2 separate regions of the Mus musculus genome follow, and region 1 is linked to region 2. Evidence: chromatin contacts called from public HiChIP or PLAC-seq data. All regions are on one chromosome and are shown on one strand. Each heading gives the region's core, a stretch centred on a gene start, on an enhancer-like site or on the middle of the called end of the contact. The rest is flanking DNA. Distances are from core to core; before and after follow the strand shown.

Region 1 (4,702 bases), core at 840-3,339, 480 kb after region 2:
CCATGTATTTGTGTATTTATGGCTCTCATCTCTTCACTTTGTCTGAGGGAATAAAAGCAGCATTTACAGCAGAAGAGCAGGATTTTGTTCCTAGAACCAACTTGTTGGGTTATAACCACCTGTAACTCCAGTTCTATGGGATCCAACAACCTTGCTTGGCCTTTGTGAGCACAAGCATATACAAGGCACACATATCTGATGCAGGCACTCACAAATACACATAAAATAAAAATAAGTAAATTTCAAAATTAAATTAATAATTTCTAAAACAGAAATTACATTGCTATTTAAAATTACAAAATTTTCTATGCACGCATACTTATATAATAGCGAATTATTTGAATTACTTGAATTTATAGTGCAATAATTTAATCTATATTTTATAAGTATCTCAAAAACATAATTTTGATGGCCATTGTAATATTGTCCTGGGCATGTGCCTCATAAAGTACTTAGTTGTTTTCTTAAAACAAACAAATAATCAAATAAATAAACAAATAGATATTTACTTTTATTTGTGTGTGTATGTGTGTGTGTGTGTCAGTTTGTACATGCTGTGCCTGTGGAGGTCAGAAGAGGACATCAGAGTCCCCTGGTGATAAAGTTACTATGTTTGGTTGAAACTCAGGTCCTCTGGAAGAGTGGTAAATGCTTTTAATTACAGAGCTCTCTCTGGCCCTGCCCCCCAACTTAGCTATTTTCTATCATGACTGCCTTGATATTTGGAGATCTGTGGATGAATCAATTGTTTTGTAATTCTCACCTAGTGCTTCACTTGGACCCAATCTTGTATTTAGAGAGCCTGTGCTTTGAGGTACCTTTCCTGAAATTCCCAGAGTTTCCCTTTATTGCTTAGGACTACCTATATAAGCAGCACATAGTGAAGGCCAGCCTTAGGGCGGCAGTCACATGGAACCCCATACCAAGAAGTACTTTCTACCATTCCTGCCTTGGGATTTTAATTCATCTTTAGGCAATTTCTACCTTTTCACTTTGCACTGCATCCTAAAAGTTATATAAACTTGCCCTTACATATGGGTAAATGCTCTGGCTTTGCATCAGGACCAGACCCGCCTATTTCCCCCCAGGGATGTCTCTGGTCACCTCATCCTGATGTAAGGTTGACCAGATGCCCAGAGAAGCTACAGAGTTTGGACATTTTGGAATCATCTGGTGTCAGGACCTGAATGGCACTGTGACAGGAAAATTATTCCTCCTGAAGATTGGTACACACTCTACAGGACTGGGTGCCTTAGTCAGGGTTTCTATTCCTGCACAAACATCATGACCAAGAAGCAAGTTGGGGAGGAAAGGGTTTATTCGGCTTACACTTCCATACTGCTCTTCATCACCAAGGAAGTCAGGACTGGAACTCAAGCAGGTCAGAAAGCAGGAGCTGATGCAGAGGCCATGGAGGGATGTTCTTTACTGGCTTGCCTCCCCTGGCTTGCTCAGCCTGCTCTCTTATAGAACCAAGACTACCAGCCCAGAGATGGTCCCACCCACAAGGGGCTTTTCCCCCTTGATCACTAATTGAGAAAATGCCTTAGAGTTGGATCTCATGGAGGCATTTCCTCAACTGAAGCTCCTTTCTCTGTGATAACCCCAGCTGTGTCAAGTTGACACAAAACTAGCCAGTACACTGGGGTAAGCTGGAGTACATGAATGCTATTGCTATACTAATAACATGTGACTCAAATTGCTTATATAGTCAAAAACCCACATGCCCATGGGTGGGCCTGTATGGTAAGAGCATAATTCTAGAATACTTGAGAAGACGGTCTCATGGAGGAATTGTCTAGATCAGGTTGTTTATGGGAGGAGATGGCTGTCATGATGTGATAACTTAGATGATGTGACCAGCTGCTCCATGTGCTTGCCTTGACTTCCTGGCAATTATAGAATTGTGAGCTAAAATAAACCTTTAGTCCCCTGACTTTTGTCATAGTGCTTTAGGACAGTAACAGGAACCGAAAGGAAAAACCACCATTCTGCCTTAAGTTCTCTCTGGTCTTGTCCAACCACAGTCCATTTGGGGTTTTGGCAGAAGCCAGAAGTCGTGGAGAGTCCTCAGTCTGAAAACAGAGAATTTGCAAAGTCAGAAGCAACCGAGTTCCGAGAAGGTAGTAAGGGCCTTTGAGAGGAACTGTCCTAGAGAGTGAGGGCTTGTTGGGAGCGACAGTTCCCAGAAGGCTTGGGGAACATTCCTGAAGACTGTGCTCTGAGTCAGAGCTTATTTATAAACTCTTCGTTAATTTCCTGATGTTATAATCAGAAGCCGAGTCTCCCGCAGTTGCTGGTATGAATGGGAAAGTCACAGCATATGGCAAGAGTAGTGAATTTTAGGAAGCTTACATTTTTCCTTTTCTCAGAGGCCCCCCCCCCCTCCGGCCCCCGAACTGAGATAGCTCCTTTCCCTTCATTTATCCTCGCCATCTGAGGATCAGTTCAGCTCAGCTGGTATCAGCTCAGCTCTTCTTACAAAGTCTTGGACTGTAGACTTGGAAATGCCAGCTGCCCTAGGGGCTTGGAGCACAGCACACTGTGCTCTTGGTGGCGATGGGCGGAAGTGCGGCCAGCTTGGAGAGTGGGTTGCTGCCTGGAGGGGCAGTGTTGATTCCTGACCTGGCTTGGGCATCCAAGGCCTGCTGTACTGCTGTACTGATGCTGTACTCTTATCGGCTCTTCCCCTGGCTTTGCTTTCTTGCCATTCTCAGAAGGAGAAATGCAGCCAAGGGAGCATTTCTGAATCAAGGGTAAAAGACAGCCTTGTGTAGGCGTCCATTATGCTCCAGTAACTAGGGAGGGTGGAAAACAAAAGGTCAAAGTTAAATGCAAAAGATCATTTTTTCACTTAAAATTTATTAAATCCAACCCAGTCCTACTTCCCTATTAATAATATGGGAGAAACAGAAGAAAAAAAGCATTATTATTATTTTGTCTTTCTGAGGAACTGATATGATAGTGTGAGAGCAAAATTACATGGCCTTCTGAAAACTCTAGGACAGTGGTTTTCAACTTTCCTAATGCTGCAACTTTTTAATACTATTCCTCAAGTTGTGGTGACCCTAACTATAAAATTAATTTTGTTGATACTTCATAATAGTCATTTTGCTACTGTTATGAACTGTGGTATTAATATCTGATATGTGACCCTTGTGAAAGGGTCATTTGACTCACAGGCTCTAGAGGTTTTATTAATGCGCTGTGAACGCTCAAACAGCATAGTAATTCATTCTTCTTGGAAGAGGCAGGAATTACTGGGTACATCTTCGTGGAAGAAGCACTTCTGAGTTGAGCTTGAGAGAGCAGTGGTTGTAACACAGGGGTTTGTGGGTCCAAAATGTGTCCATGCTTCCTGGCAGTTGCCAGCATCTTTTGAAGTTCCATTGCAACTGTATGACAAGTTCTGGCTAAGGATTTGCAGAGATGCCACCAGCTTCCAAGACAGGGTGCTCAAAAGCCTCATCCATTTTTCTTTCTGCAGTATGGAAGCTGGGTAAAGACACCGGGGAGCCTCAATATAGGACACTGGCATCATTACAAGGACGAGGGTCCCAAGTAAAGAAACCCAGCTCTCATGGGGCTGAGGGAGAATTCCTGTTGTAAGATAGTGTGATTTTTATGTCAGTGAGACTTAGGGGTACGTGTTATTACACTTTAGCCAGTTCTACTTTAATTAATTTTAGGATTTTTTTCTAAGTGGATTAGGTGACTTTTCAGGTTTGGAAAAGACATTTCAGGGAAACAGCATGTGAGAATGTAAGGCAGTATTTCCAAACGAAGAAGAAGAGGAGGAGGAGGAAGAAAAGGAGCAGGGAAAAGGCTTCTCTTTTTGTCTACTAAGCCTGGTCATCCTAGGCTAAAACCTGCTCTTAGAGCTTCCAGAACATTCCATGTGCAGAAAAACAAAAACAAAAACAAAAACAAAAACAAAAACAAAAACAAAAACACCCATGTACCTCTAGTTGAAGAAAGGCTCCCAGGGCCGTGTGGATACTTTTTTGTAGGAAGTGGAGAATGCAGGGAAATGTCGGTGCCAGCGAGGCACGTGTGGACCACTGGAGCCCTGGACTGGAGACAGTAAGGCTGGAGAAGCCGCTTCTCTGTGGCTGAGCAGTTGTTGACATGGGGTCCCTTCTGATGATGGTTAGAATGTGCTGCTTGCCTCCTTTTTTTTTTTTTTTTTTTTTTTTTTTTTTTTTTTTTTTTTTTGCCTCTACCTTGTGACCTGTCACCGGGACTGGGCAATAGAAAGTCTCATCTGACAGCGCCTTATACTCATCCTAGACTCCAGAGTCCAGAAACTGGGTCTTGTCTTTCACAAGGCAACACCTAGACTGTCACTGGCTTCCTGACTCAGGCTGCAGCCTGGTGGCTCCATTTCTTTCATTGTCTGTGTTAATGCTCACTTTTTGCCTTTTATCTTCTTTCTCTCACAGTCCAGTGGCCTAGCCTGTTCTTTTCTTTAAAGAAAATGTATGGACTACATAGAGTGGTCACATTTTCCAGTTAAGAGTTGACTGTTTCTGGTTAAATTTTTGTGTCCGTGCCCACTTCCAATTCTATCCTCTTAACAGTTGTGTGACATTGGGCAGGTCACTCACGCTTTTTAAGCTTCAGTTTCCCATTCTAAGCATGGCATAATGACCCATCCTTGCTACTGAGCCACCCCTCCAGCTCCCCTAAACATCACAGGAAC
Region 2 (4,156 bases), core at 622-3,121:
ATAATGGGTGTGCAAAACTTAATAAAAATGAAAAGACATCCATTAACTGAAACACTATAGGGAGTTAATATCTTTTTTGTTGTATCTAAAAAATTCAAATAGAAACTATTTGCAGGGTATTAACTGCCATTTGTTAACAATGGTAACTAATCTCATTCATGTTTTTTAGTTGATAATTGAATACATTCATTCAATATTAAAAGAATTTTGAATCTAAAGTTTCAAAGTTCATACAAAAAATCCAAGATAAATGTTTTCAAGCATATCATTAATATTACAAAACATCTATCACTATAAATCAAACTCACTGGAACCTTCATACTCAATTAAAAAAATTATGAGTCCTTCAAAATTCCAAGAAGTAATGAATCAGAAAGTATATATAATTTGTAAAATGTATTTTCTATTAAAGAATTGTTACTTTAAAAATAGCTTATAAAATTTGAAACCTATAATTACTTGCATTTACCATTTTATAATGCATAATTATTAACAGAAATGACAAACTTGATAATAATGAAAATTAAAAATTATTATATTATTATATTTTAAAATCTATGACAAACTAATTATCAAATTTAACTATTACTACACACCATAACAGATATCAAAGTAATTGGTTATTGATTTTATACAAACTAACAAATTAGAAGGTATCTAGAAAAATGTTAAGTATGCCCTAATTAATAAATGCATTTTCTAATTCAAGTTTGCATTCATGCAACTGGACCAATGTGTTAACTTTCCTAGGATTTTAAAATTCAATGGCAAGGCAATTGTTAAACACTTCTAGAACTGATCTTACAGAAAACAGAAAGCAAGAAAAATATATTTGAATAAGGAGTTTCATTAGGCTGCCTCAATACAGGCCTTTCCTACTATAAAAGGGCAAGATAGTACAGAGTTTCCTCTACCTTGTATTCTTGCTGAGTCCATTTCAGATTTAACTATAATTTGATCTCTTTGATGGAGAAACCTGTGGAAAATTACTTAAATGATTCTAAAAAACTAAGGTCAAGATGCCCCAGCTAATTTATCTGGGCTTCTGTTACACTACCTGCTTGAGCAAAACGTTATTTATTGTTTTATTAAAACTCCAGTTTATTGTGTATTATAGCTTCTGCCAAACTGCTTGCTTGCACAAAATATCCACCTATAACTGCCAGATGAGATACAGGATAGGGTTTTGCCTTTAAAAGCACTTTGATCTAAATGTCCGATACTACATTTAGGTACAGAATATCTAAGTGTACTCCCAACTAACAGGAATTGACTTTTAACTGACTGTGGGCTATGACATAACTGGTGGACTCCCTGAAGCATTTTAGAGGTTCAGGTTGTGCCCATGCCCCAGTGAGAGCCTTAGAGACTGGATCCCAAAACTGATGGTACCCACAGGAGTAGGAAGGAATACTCTGGCTATAGAGGAGTCCTAGAGGGTATGTACCTTGATTTATCCCAGGCGCTGGGGAAAACCTCTCCCAACAATCACTGTCTAGTACTCTAGAAGCATCTGAATCCAGTTCCCCAAAAGACAAAAGTCATCTGATTCGGATGACTCCAAAGGTTAAGTGTCATCTGCAGGAGGTGACATCTAGGTAGGACACAAGAGGAGAAGACATACAGGAGCATAGATTCTGCATCACAGAACTCACCTGGCCTGTTCAGATACATGAGTGTATGGTAGCCACCCCTGGCTGACTTTACTATGTGTCTCTCAGTATGAGAGATGTGTGTCTATTTCACTTTGTGTGTTTTTGTCAGTTATATTGGTTGGAGAAACAGATCTAAAATGGGGAAGTAGTGAGTCATTGCAAGACTGTAGCCATTACTATCTCTGAGACAGCACATGACTTCCTGAAGGCTCACAGGCCACAGTGGGCTGACCACCCATGCTGCAATATCCTGCTTTCCAGGGGTGAAAGTGGCTGCACAGCAGCTGGCTACTGCCTTTTGCTATGATTACACCAGCAGCTCCCAAGTGTTGCAGCCACCAGTTTCCCTGTAGTAAACAATCGTTCTCTTGTAAAAAGTACTTCCATTCTGGCTTACAACCTGTGCTCTTGTGGTATTGACTCTAAATTACATTTGTCTTGGCCAGGGCACTCAGAGGAAGTCAAAACCTCTGCCTGTTCTCTCAGCCATTCTAGAAGAAATTGATCTATCTCTTCCTGACTGTTTGGTTCTGTCTTACTTAGGTGAATACTGCTCTAGGTGAAAAAAGGTCCTGTTCCCTGTGTGGAAGAGGGCAACAGCCCAGCCTCTCATCCAAGAGAACCCCTGCAGTCTAATCCTAGAGGCTTAAGCAGCTCTGTGTGCCCTGTAAAGTGTTCTAGTCACACTGGGGTAATCTGAGTAATGTGAGTAGTGACTGGGGTGGAAGTTCCACTCATTCATGGTTTATGTCTCCTTCTCTATCAGTGACTTGTATAACTGGAAGACTTAAAACCATTCTGTTTCAGAATCTTTAACTATAGGCTCTTTAACTATACATATAGGCAAATGTGGATGATTGCAGGCAGATCCTGACCACACTGTTTACAGGGTTTATAGTAGTTTTAGTACTGGTTATGTTTTTGTAAAAGACTTATGGCTTACAATTGTGTATGATTTGGTAGCTATGGTAGTGAAAAGCCTTATAACATTCTACAGAATATAACTAGAGAAGTATAGCTTCTGATAAGGAACCCGAATGACATTTTTGAGATGCTAGGATATTACCCATAGCACAAACAGAATGGATTTCGCATGTCTGACCTAAAGGTCATTTCTTCAGTACACCATATGCTTAGCTTGGGTATAAAGGGTTTATTGGCATGAACTCCCTGACTTATATCTCCAAACATGGGATCAAACCAGACCAACCAGGGTGATCATTCCCCAGCATTGAAGGACTATGGAAAACAAAGCACTAGACTTTGTCTTCAGAAAATACTATTCAGAAGCAAGGGGCTTGGGGGGGGGGGGATTGTTGGAAGAACTGATATAAAGTCACAGAAGTCATGGTGTGCTTTCCTGTGAGTTGTAAAGCTAAAAGAAGAGGTTCATAAATTTGTGGCCAGCCTAGGCATTTTGAAAAGACCCTCTCAAAACAACAAGATGAAACTGCCTGAGCCAACCTTTCTAAAAGTAACAAAAGACCAAGAGCTTATGAAAATGGGTTGCATGCATTGCTGCCCCACATTAAGAAAACATGTTCTAATTTTACTCCCTATTTGCATTATATTTGTTTCCAATATAGACATGTTGCACCTCAAGAGTGAGATGCTAAGACAGAAAGTAGGAAACTGTAACCAGTCTAACAGAAATGGAGATATCTTAAAGAGACGCTTGAGTCAACTTGACTATCAAGACTACTGAAACAATGGGCCTCAAACAAATTGGAATTTTCTCAGGAAATTTAATGTTACATAAAGGAAAAGGCAGCAACCAAAAGAGGACCTTTGTTTCCAGGAAAGAGTTTTCTCACAACCCTAACAACCTGTAGATCACCCAATAGGGTGAGACTGGGGATCCGATAGTGGTGGATGGAGCACACCCTGAGTGGGACTGCTTACTTGTGCATATCCTTGGTCCTCTCTTTAAATGTGATCTCCCTTCAGGACACTGAAGACAAACTTGAAACATTTTCTAGATTTTTGTCCCTCTTCCCAATGTGGCCACAGTGAATAAATCTCCTTTCATGAATTCCATATTTAATATGGCTTTTTAAAGTTGACTTATTGAAGATGGGTGGGCAGATCTGACTTGGAGCACAAGTTGTGAGCCCAAGTATAATAAAAATGTTACAGCTAAAACATTAAATATATGGAACAACAACAACAAAAAAAGTATAGTAAAAGCTATAAAAGAAAAGGACTAAGTCATACCCAAAGCATAGAAGGACTAGGAGGTAGACAGACTACCTAGTTAGCAGACATGTAGGGAGGGGGCCATGCCTGGGTAGGAGAATTCCGAGATGGCCAGCTTCTTCCTCACCCTTCTGACTTGAGACAAAAGCCTGAAAGCTTAAAACAAAGGCTTTGCAATCTTTTGTTACACACTAGCTGCTGATGAACTGGCTAAACAAGTTCAAGGCCTGCTTAGGAAATATGATACAAGAGTTCTGTGTCAATCAATGATTCTAGCTTTCTTCAAACTGTTCAACCTTAAGTTA

The links. HiChIP or PLAC-seq counts read pairs in DNA pulled down with a chosen protein or histone mark.
Region 1: a contact with region 2 is called in an H3K4me3 HiChIP or PLAC-seq map of bone marrow-derived macrophages, with 5 times the contacts expected there. The contact joins two enhancer-like sites. A contact is called at or near these places in 3 of 484 Hi-C or Micro-C datasets (bone marrow-derived macrophages and cerebral cortex) and 2 of 115 datasets of contacts at active chromatin or transcription factors (bone marrow-derived macrophages and large pre-B cells).

Annotation. Positions count from the first base shown.
Region 1 is chr17:51,475,477-51,480,178 of GRCm38.p6, forward strand. No RefSeq gene overlaps it. Among named protein-coding and RNA genes, the nearest start is that of C330011F03Rik, 30 kb to the left of the region's middle. Within about 2 kb of position 2,090, at least 23 of the 459 cell types and tissues checked have an H3K27ac peak or open chromatin away from gene starts, as enhancers often do. A contact at or near this core is called in bone marrow-derived macrophages, where this site is marked.
Region 2 is chr17:50,991,945-50,996,100 of GRCm38.p6, forward strand. The region is part of intron 3 of Tbc1d5 (TBC1 domain family, member 5); the gene reads right to left. Among named protein-coding and RNA genes, the nearest start is that of Gm31083, 110 kb to the left of the region's middle. Within about 2 kb of position 1,872, at least 121 of the 459 cell types and tissues checked have an H3K27ac peak or open chromatin away from gene starts, as enhancers often do. A contact at or near this core is called in bone marrow-derived macrophages, where this site is marked.